Linked DNA regions of Sus scrofa: region 1 is linked to region 2. A link is a contact called in public promoter capture Hi-C data. All regions are on one chromosome and are shown on one strand. The core of a region is the stretch at or near the end of the contact, and the rest is flanking DNA. Distances in the headings are between cores, read along the strand shown.

Region 1 (5,167 bases), core at 1,357-3,856, 170 kb after region 2:
GATTATATTCTTGTAATATAGTCTGATGGTTCATTTAATTATTCAATAAACATTCAAACACTATTTATTTGTACACATCCCATTCCAACACTGATTTAAGGCAGTAAGTTTCTATCTCGTTCTTTCTCTTCTATACAGGTATTGGTAAACCTCACACATTATTTTAAAAGATGAAAATTCAGATAGAGCACTAGTGAGTTTCAGCTACTCAGGAACACTACTCTTTGAATACCCAGTGAAAAACACTCATTCTGATTATGAAGAATGCCCAACACCAACTAACATGTATCAAATAAGCCCATCCAATTACAGGGCCTGCAAAACAGAATAAATTATTTTTAAACATGCATTCTACACATAAATTATCAGGAGACGCAACAAAAAATAAATTACCTGACTGTTATGACATAGTATTGTAATACAATAAACTGGATTTTAGTTTTCTTCACTCTCTGCTCTAGAAAAAAAAAGAATCCATTATTCTTCCTCTTTGATAAGATAGACATTTTCTTTGAAACAGACACATCCTAAAAAATACATATTCTATATATTTTTAGATACACACACATACATACATACACATACCATAACCCAACCTAATTCAACATCAATATTAGGATATTTGGGGAGACTGAGGTCAGAGGGATATGTTAGATATAAGACTTCCTTTAAAGGTTGAGAGCCAATCTACATTTGATATAAACTTGATTAAAATAGGCTTTTCCTTATCATAACAGTAATTATTTTCGGATACTCATGGTTACTTTCAAGAACTTATTTGGCACACTACACTAGCCTAAGGTAGAAACTAAAGTATGAAAGATTATCCGGACATCTTAGGCTAAAGAATGAAGCATTTTTTTCAGTAAAAGAGTATACTAAATGAAATTTTAAAAAAATTTTAGATTAGTCTTCCTGGGCACTTTATTTTTACAACTTAGAAAACTGATTTTTGGAGAGCGTTAACTGTGCCTGCCTGCTCTCAAGTCATCCAGGACGGACATAATGTACCTGATGGGGTGATATGAGTGTTCTTTAATCACAAAGAATCAAAGAAATGATTTGTAGTAGTACGTTTATTTCTTCCTCCCTTCAATCATCCAAAGCCACTGCGGTTAATTCTGATTCAGGAAATGCGGGCTCCTTATATCCAGCAAAAAATTACTATGGGGCCTTGCAAATAATGGATCACAATGTGATATAAATGCTTCCTCTTGCCCCAAAACGAAAGAATGACCTAAATAAGAAGCCTGCTAGGCCTCAGATTCTCGGACTAACCTGTGGAATAAGTATGGTGAAACTGTCTAGGGAAGGAACGTGGCTGTCTCCTCCATCTTGAAATTAATCAGCATAAGGGAAAAAGGGACTGAGCATTCAGGAAGCAGAAGCCCAACCGGTTAATACTAGTTACTAAAGCTATGGCGTACGTGGCAGGTACCGCCCGCAGAAGCCGAGACCCTTAGGCCTCTTTTTTTTGGGGGGGGGAGGGGTTGAGTTGTTGGCGGATCGAAAGGAAATTAACTTCAAAATCATTTGGCCCAATTCCCACACTCACTCAGGGAAAAACAACAAACACGCAACGGCTTTTCCCTCCCTTTTGGGGGGAATGCTTGCAGTGATATCTGGCAAAGGATACGCCAGGGTTATTTGAGCAAAGGAGTAAACCACATTTGCTTCAGATCCTCAGGGAAGATGGCATCACGGCCCCAGGGGGCGTCTAATTGATAGTGCCCTACAGAAGGGCTCAAAATGGGGTTTTGCAAATCCTGAGAAATCTAAAGGCCCAAGAGCTCTCACATCTAACTTAGAGCAGGCTGATTTTTTGCCCCCATTTCCTAAATCCAAGCCCGCCATGTAAAAGGGAGGGGGGGAAAGAGGCGAGGTAAGTCTCCAGAGGACCGAAGAGAGAAAAACCTGAGACGATCAAAGATTTTCACGCCTAAGGCCAACACTCGAAAATCGCCTCCCCCAAATTCTTAAGGTTCTGAAGGGCTCAGGCTGAGGCTCGCGAGGCCACGGAGAGGAAGTACTACCCATCTCCTTCCCCTTCTTCAAAGAGCCGGTTGACTATACACCCAACTAAAATGGCAGCGGCGACTACGCCACGGAGCCCCCCACTGCAACCGGCGCCTGGGGTCCGCAGGCGGCGCTGACCCTCCGCCACGATGCGCCACTCAGACCATTTTGAGAGAACGCGGCAGTCACAGCTCCGCTGTCTTCTCGCTCTCCATCCATTTCTCGGAGGACTCACTTACTCGATTTTAGTGTCGTGATCCGACTCGGTCGGTTCGGCCGCCGCCGCCGCCGCCGCCGCCGCCGCCGCCGCCCCGCCGCCCCGCCGCCGCCGCCGCCGGGGCTCCTGGGCGCCTCCCCTGCCGCCGCTCTCAAGCCCGCCTCCGATGAGTCGCTGGTTGAGACCCGCCTCTAACCCAGCGCCTGCTCGCAGACGTTGCTCAGGCAGCCATTATCTTCCCCATTGTTACCAAGCAGCGACAGGAAACGCCCGCCCACAACAGGAAGTGATGATGCCGCGTCTAGCCCCGCAGCCCCACTCCCAGCCTGTTAGCCAATCCCCGGCGATTCCTCGAAAAGGCTCGGTGGGAGGAGGAGAGGGACCGCTGACGACGCGGCAAGGCGGGCCACCGCCTGGAAAAGGAAAGCTGCTGTGACGCCCACCATGTGACAAGCCACACCCTCCTCCGCCATTTTGAATTGTGGCGAGAAATTCACGTTCTGAGAATTGTGGGAACCTTTGCTTTCCCATTTTGAAAGCTGGAGGACGTCACCATCTGATTGCTGGAAGCCCTTTTCCGAGAGTGAGAAATGTGGTGTTAGTCTAACCTGACGTCGATTCACAGAATTAGTCCGGGCCTGTTAATACAGCGTCCTACTTTTATTCGACATATATTTATCGAGCGTAAACTGTGTCAAGCACTGTTAGAGATGTTGGGATACAGCGGAAATTAAAGCAGGCCAAAATCCCAGTTTTCGTGGGTCTACTTGGGGAAGGGACAATAGTTACTATATATGTATATGTTACATATGTATAAATGCTAAGGAGAAAAAGCGAGGGACAGTGGTGGGAGAGTGTCACGACAAACAGGAATTTGCGGTTTTAAAAAGAGTGGTCAGAGGTGGCCTCGGATGGTAATTCTGAAATACTTGAAAGGGGGCGGTAATTGTAAAAGGGTGGGAAAATCTGATAACGTTGGAATTTAAGGGCGGTTAAGGAAAGACTTTTCTTGGATACTAATGCCTGAATTGGAATCTAGGGAATAAACTATCCCGCTTCCAACTCCCGCTTTCACAGTTAAAAACAACCGTACCCAGGTCTTTAGGGTGTTTCCATGTTTCTTGTCCCATTTTTCTGTTTTCTTTGTTTTCAGGTAACACTCCAGCTACACTGGCTTTCTCACTACTCTTCCAGCAAACTAAACTTGTTCCGACCTCTACAACTTTATATAGGCTGGAATTTTTCCCTTAATATCTTTGCTCTCATCATCCGAGCCTTTTCTCAATTGTCATTTCCCTAGGGGACACTTCCTTAACCACCCCACCTGAAATTACAACTTCCCTTACCTGCTAAATTTTCTTTAAAGCATTTTGAAATAAATATTTGAAAATATTTGTTTACCTCAACCATTTAAGAACAGTAAACCCCTTTGTTTTGTTCACTGTTTATATCCCCAGTGAGCTCATAGTAGCCCTCAAATATTTTTTGAGACCGTACAGGCCTCAGCATGATGGCCATTTCATCAGCCAGGAATATAAGTGTATTTCACTCCAAGCAGTTAACAACAATATCCCTCATACTTCCCTGCTCAACTTTTCAACAGTCTTGATATTGTCATTTTTAACAGTAGAGGAATATAATTTAGGTGCTGTGTCTCTACTCAGCTTTTGTCTTATGTTCTATAATCATACAATAGAACTTTTACCTAGAATGTGTAAAATGAATTCTTCAGTGGCCAGCAATTGCTCCTAACCTGATACTCAGATTATGGCAGTAGCATTAACCTCTCCTTGACATATTCTTAAGGCAAATGTGTCTTAATGTAAAATATAAAATCATAAAAGAAGTAGAAGAAAATGGAGTTCCCTGGTGACTCAGCAGGTTGAGGAACAAGCGTTGTCATTGTTGTGGTTAGGATTCAATCCCTGGACCAGGGACTTGTGCATGCTGTGTGTGCAGCAAAAAAAAAAAAAAAAAAGTAGAAGAAAACGTAAGTGAATATGTCCATAGTTCTTTGGGGACGTGGAAGGACTTTCTTAGGCATGACACAAAATCCATAAGAGGAATTTCTGTCAAATAGAACTTCATAAAAAAAGTAAAGCTTCTGAATGTCAAAACACAAGGTTAATAAAATTAAAAGGCAAATAATAAACTGAAAAAAAATTTCAGCATGACATATGACAGCTAAGGGGTAGTTCTGGTTTATAATAACATTAAAATAAATGACAAATTGGTGAAAATGCTACATATATGATAACATGATAAGCATGTATGGCTAATATCACTACAGCAAGTCCCCAGTTTACAATGGTTGGACATACAATATTTTTACTTTACCATGATGCAAAAGTGATATGCATTCAGTAGAAACTGTACCTCAAATTTTGAATTTTGCTGCAAATGGCATTATTTCATTCTTTTTATGGCTGAGTAGTATTCCATTACATTTATGTACCATGTCTTAATCCATTCATCTGTCCATGGATGTTTAGGTTGCTTCCATGTCTTGGCTATTGTGAATAGTTTCTACAGGCTAGCTCTACACAGAATGATACTTTCTAGTGATGCTGGGCATCAGCAAGGAGTTGCAGTTCCCAGGTGGCTACATCAAGAGGGTAAACAACCAAGACACTGGTAACAATTCTGTACCCACACGACCATTCTGTTTTTCAGTACAGTAGTCAACAAATTACATGAGATACTCATCATTTCCTTATAAAATAGGCTTTGTGTTAGATGATTTTGCCCAACTGTAGGCTAATTTAATTGTTCTGAGCATGTTTGAGGTAGGCTAGGCTAAACTATGGTGTTTGGCAGGTTAGGTGTATTAAATGTATTTTCCACTTAGGATATTTTCAACATATGATGGATTTCTTAGAATGGAACCCCTTTGTAAATCGAGGAAGATCCGTAGTCTAAATTTTTTATAAAAAT
Region 2 (4,787 bases), core at 2,237-4,736:
CAAACAACCCCATCCAAAAATGGGCAGAAGATCTAAACAGATAGTTCTCCAAAGAAGACATACAGAAGGCCAAAAACACATGAAAAGATGTTCAACGTCACTCATTATTAGAGAAATGCAAATCAAAACCACAATGAGGTACCACCTTACACCAGCCAGAATGGCCATCATCCAAAAGTCTACAAACAATAAGTGCTGGAGAGGGTGTGGAGAAAAAGGAACCCTCGTACACTGTTGGTGGGATTGTAAATTGGTGCAACCACTGTGGAAAGCAGTATGGAGATGCCTCAGAAGACTAAACATAGAACTCCCATTTGATCTAGCAATCCCACTCCTGGGCATCTATCCAGAGAAAACCATGACTCACAAAGACACATGTACTCCACTGTTCATTGCAGCACTATTTGCAATAGCCAAGACCTGGAAACAACCTAAATGTCCATTGACAGAGGAGTGGATCCAGAAGAAGTGGTACATATACACAATGGAATATTACTCAGCCATTAAAAAGAACGAAATACCAGCATTTTTTGCAACATGGATGGACCTAGAAATTATCATGCAAAGTGAAGTCAGCCATACAATGAGACACTAATATCAAATGCTTTCACTGACATGTGGAATCTGAAAAAAAGACAGACTGAACTTCTTTGCTGAACAGATACTGCCTCACAGACATTGAAAATCTTATGGTCTCTGGAGGAGACAGTTTGGGGGGTGGGGGGAATGTGCTGGGGTTGTGGGATGAAAATTCTATAAAATTGGATTATGATGATCATTGTACAACTACAAATGTAATAAATCCATTGAGTAATAAAAAAATTAAAATGGAATAAACGGTAGGTATTGCATATGTTTCTAAAATGGTGGGATAGTGGTTACATAATCCTGTCTCCTAGATGGGACAAATACTTTGAAGCTCACACAAATAAGCAAAGATTTCTGTTCTTCCTCTTGATGGCTTTGTAGACTTAAACTGCTGATTTAACCTCGCAGAGAGTGTTTCTTCACTTGTAAGATAGGGACAAATAACCGCAATCTTATAGGATTGTCATAAAAGCTTATATGAGATCCTACATGTAAAGGGCTAGCACAGTGCTAGGTTCACAAGACATTCTCAGTGAGTGTCATCTCTCTCTCTCACACACACACACACACCCATTGATCTAAAAACCATTGATCTCCAGTGATCTAAAAATACCATAGAAAAATGAGAATAGAATTTAGACAGTTAGGAGTCTGATATGGGCTGCAAGACTCTAAGGTCTATTCCCAGTTCTGGGGGTGGAATTAACCCTTTTCAGGGTCTTAATCAGGTTCCCTGCAAATGGAAGCCAAGGCTAGTGCTCTGCTAGGGCAACAGTTTGTCCTGTGTATGGTGAGACTGCTGACTAAAAAGCAAATCTGAGGCCCCAGTGTCCATAATGTCCATGATTTGTCAGTCCTCATGACTGAAGCATTGTGGCTTTTTATTAAAATGCAAATGTTTCCTGGGAGAGGCAGCATACATATTAACTTTTTGGCCTGATTAGCTTTCACTTACCTTTTTATACTGGTGGAGTCCTTCCCTCTTGGCTCTGTCCCTTTTCGGTAGGAACACCCAAACTCCACCCCTAGTCTGTTAAAATCCTTCTCAACATTCAAGGCCCATCTAGGCCACTACCTCCTCCGGAAGCCTACTATGATAACTCAGCCACATCCTGCCTTCCTTCCTCTGTCCCTCTCCCAGGGAGCACCAAGCTCCAGATGCCCGTGGTGACGCTCAGAGAGCCCAAAGCTCTGCTGTATAAAGACCTGCCTTGAATTCCATCTTGTACTTGACTAGTCCCATGACCTTAAGCTAATAAACGCCTTGACTTCGGTGAGCCTCTGGCTTCCTGCTGGGAGAAAGCGGGTGAAAAAATACTCACCTCGGAGCAATGAGGGACATGCTCTATTCCTAGAGCAATTCCTGCTTTGCCAACCACATGACCCCGGTGATTTGTGAACTTGGCTGATTCCTCTCACAGCAGGGCAAGCTACTTGGGACACTATCCTGCTTAACTCACTCCGCCCTCAGGTGGTTAATGACTATGTTCCTGAAATTCTGGCGCAGCCCAGAGCTGCATTTTCACCTGCCATGCAGTCTTTTCAGCCAATAAAAAGGTTAATGAGATGCTGGGTAGAAAGGGCTTGGCACTTGCCCGCCTGCTGGTGGGGAGCGAAGTAGCTTGGTAACCACACCACGAACTTATGATTAGTGCATTAGTCGCGTGGGCCCTTAGGGGAGGCAGAGCTTCCCTGGATCGCGGGGGCCGGCCCCGAGGGCTGAGACTGGAAACAGCCTTGCACTCCGGCAGGGAGCCCAGCTCCCTCCTCCTGGGACCCGCGCACTCTCTAGGGAGCAAACTCTCCTTCATCCTCCCAGGGTTAGGGCCTCAGTCTGGGAAGTTCGGCGGGATCTGATGTCTTTACGCTGGAGGTGGGCGGAAGGGGACGGTGTGTGCGGGAAGACATCCCTTCGCTAGGGGCACAGCGGAGTTCCCGAGCGCCCGAAAAGCCGCAGAGGAGGCCCGAGGGATCAGCCCAACGGGGATGTTGAGGGCCTGGAGGCCCTTCCTCAAACTGGCGGCTGGACCTGGCCCCGACTCTTAGTTCCCCAATATGGGACGAAGATCCGGGAGGAGCCTGAGCTGGCTCCGGCTCCCGCCCCGCCCCGCCCCGCCCCGGCCCGGCCCCCTCCGGGGCCACTGCCCCTCCCTCCCTTCCTGGCCCAGCCCCCGGCCCAGACTCGGCCCTCTACGGCTCCTCTGGGCTCCAGGTTGGCGCAAACAAAGCCCTGATTGACTGCCCGGAGGGGCGGGCCTCGTTGCCGGGCCGCCTCCTCCCATCCGCGCCCCGCCAGGGATTTGCCGGGAAGGGCGGGGGCGGAGGGGGAGAGGCTGGGGTGGGGGTGGGGGGCTGTTGCGCAGGACTATGGGGGGCTGAGCCCCCGGGCTCAAGAAGACTTTACCCACCTTCTGTCCGAAGCTTAGGCTGTTCCCTTCAAGTCCCCCTCAAGCCCAAGGTGGTCACAGGCACTACTGAGGGCGGGGGGGCTCTCTCACAGGCCATCTCTTGTCCTGGGGTCCCTGGGGCCACCCAGTTCCAGGCTGCTGGTGAGGAAGGAGAGAGTGGGAGAAAAGGACTAGCGGAGGTCTTCCCTGGGGATTCTGGGTTGATCAATGCCGGTTTGAAGCCTGCAGGGAGGAGAGGTCAGGGGATTGGGATGGTTTGCTCTCGTTTTCTACTGTAACTATCCTTCTCCTGGGCTTCTGGACAAGGAGGACGGGATTCAGTAGTTTGGAAAGGGAGTTGAAGGAGGCAGCGGCGAATAGAGTAGGTAGGCGAGTATGAGGAGGAGGAAGGGCTGGGGAGAAGAGCGAGGCTGCAGCCGCTGCCAGTTGAGGGAGGAAGAGGGGGGGAGGAGGGGGAGGAGAGAGATGACATGGGAGAGGAGGAGGGGGGTTGAACGGGGGAGGAGGAGGAGAGGGCTCGAGGGACCGTCTGTCGCGGGACAGGCTGGCCATCTGGGGCGCGGAGCCGGGAGGAGGCGGCAGCAGCAGCAGCAGCAGAAACAAGTACCAGCCACACAGCGGCTCCTCCAGCCCGAGCAACCACAGTCCCCCGGCCGCGATGGCGCTGCAAAGCCTGGCGAGCGAGGAAGCTAAGGGGCCCTGGCGGGAGGCAGACCAGGAACAACAGGAGCGGGTGGGTAGCCCCGAGCCGGAGCCTGAGCCGGAGCCGGAGCCCGTGCCTGTGCCCCCACCCGAGCCTCAGCCAGAGCCCCAGCCGGAGCCCCAGCCCCTACCCGACCCTGCACCAATGCCGGAGCTGGAGTTTGAGCCGGAGCCGGTGCACGAACCCGAGTCCACGCCCACAGTGGAGACCCGCGGCACCGCTCGAGGCTTCCAGCCCCCAGAAGGTGGCTTCGGTTGGATGGTGGTCTTCGCTGCCACCTGGTGCAACGGCTCCATCTTCGGCATCCAGAACTCCTTCGGGATTCTGTACTCCATGCTGCTGCAGGAGGAAAGAGAGAAAAATCGACAAGTGGAGTTCCAAGCAGGTGAGCGGCCCCGCGGGCCCCACCTGGCATTCTAGGCAAGGGTGTCAGTTCTCGCTGCAGCGGATCCCATACCTTCTTGTCCGAGGCGCCCCTGTAGCGCGCCGCTCGGACTCCTCCCCCTTGCCCCTTGCCCATGGAGCTCCTAGGGCGCGGGTTGCCGGGCTCTGGGCAGCCTCGGCTGCGGAGACTAGGCGCAAGACGTCCCGGGGGTGGGACCTGGCACATTCGTTGATCACACGCAAGGATTGAACTTTTTTGCTCTGGGACATAACCAGACGCACCTTTCGGGTTTGTTTAAAGTACTCTGAGTGTGTGCACTGGGGAAAATATTCGCAGAATTTTTTTGGGGGGGGGGTAGTGCGAAGCCCCGTAGAGAGGTGAGAATTGGGAGGTTGGGAGGGCTGAGAGAAACAACGTACCGCAGATCTCCGCAACAGCCCCTGTTCCTGTACAGGGAGCGGAGGTGTTTTCTATCAAAAACACTTTAGGAACCCTGGTGACTCTGAGCGAAGAGTCAAGCACATGGGAGGCGTGTGAGTCTGCAGGAGAGAGAGGAAGGGAGGGAGTGCGAGTGGGGGTGTGTGCGAGTCTCTTTGCCCACCGTGGTTACAGCGCAACCCGGCCGGGCCATCCTTTGCCACTCTGAAGGAGTGAGCAGGTCTCCATGCCCCCTGCGCTGAACCCCAAAGCAGGCAGGGAGGCA

Evidence for each region. Promoter capture Hi-C pulls out the DNA fragments that hold promoters and counts their contacts.
Region 1: a promoter capture Hi-C map of liver shows a contact between it and region 2, with 4 times the contacts expected there. The contact joins the promoter of RLIM here to the promoter of SLC16A2 in region 2. A contact is called at or near these places in 1 of 5 promoter capture datasets (liver) and 1 of 47 Hi-C or Micro-C datasets (heart right ventricle).

Annotation. Positions count from the first base shown.
Region 1 is chrX:59,917,858-59,923,024 of Sscrofa11.1, forward strand. RLIM (E3 ubiquitin-protein ligase RLIM) reads right to left here and starts at 2,607. Exons shown (of 4, transcript XM_003360370.4): 1 at 2,256-2,607.
Region 2 is chrX:59,745,199-59,749,985 of Sscrofa11.1, forward strand. It overlaps SLC16A2 (monocarboxylate transporter 8), which reads left to right and starts at 3,487. Exons shown (of 6, transcript XM_021080455.1): 1 at 3,487-4,084. The coding sequence starts at 3,655.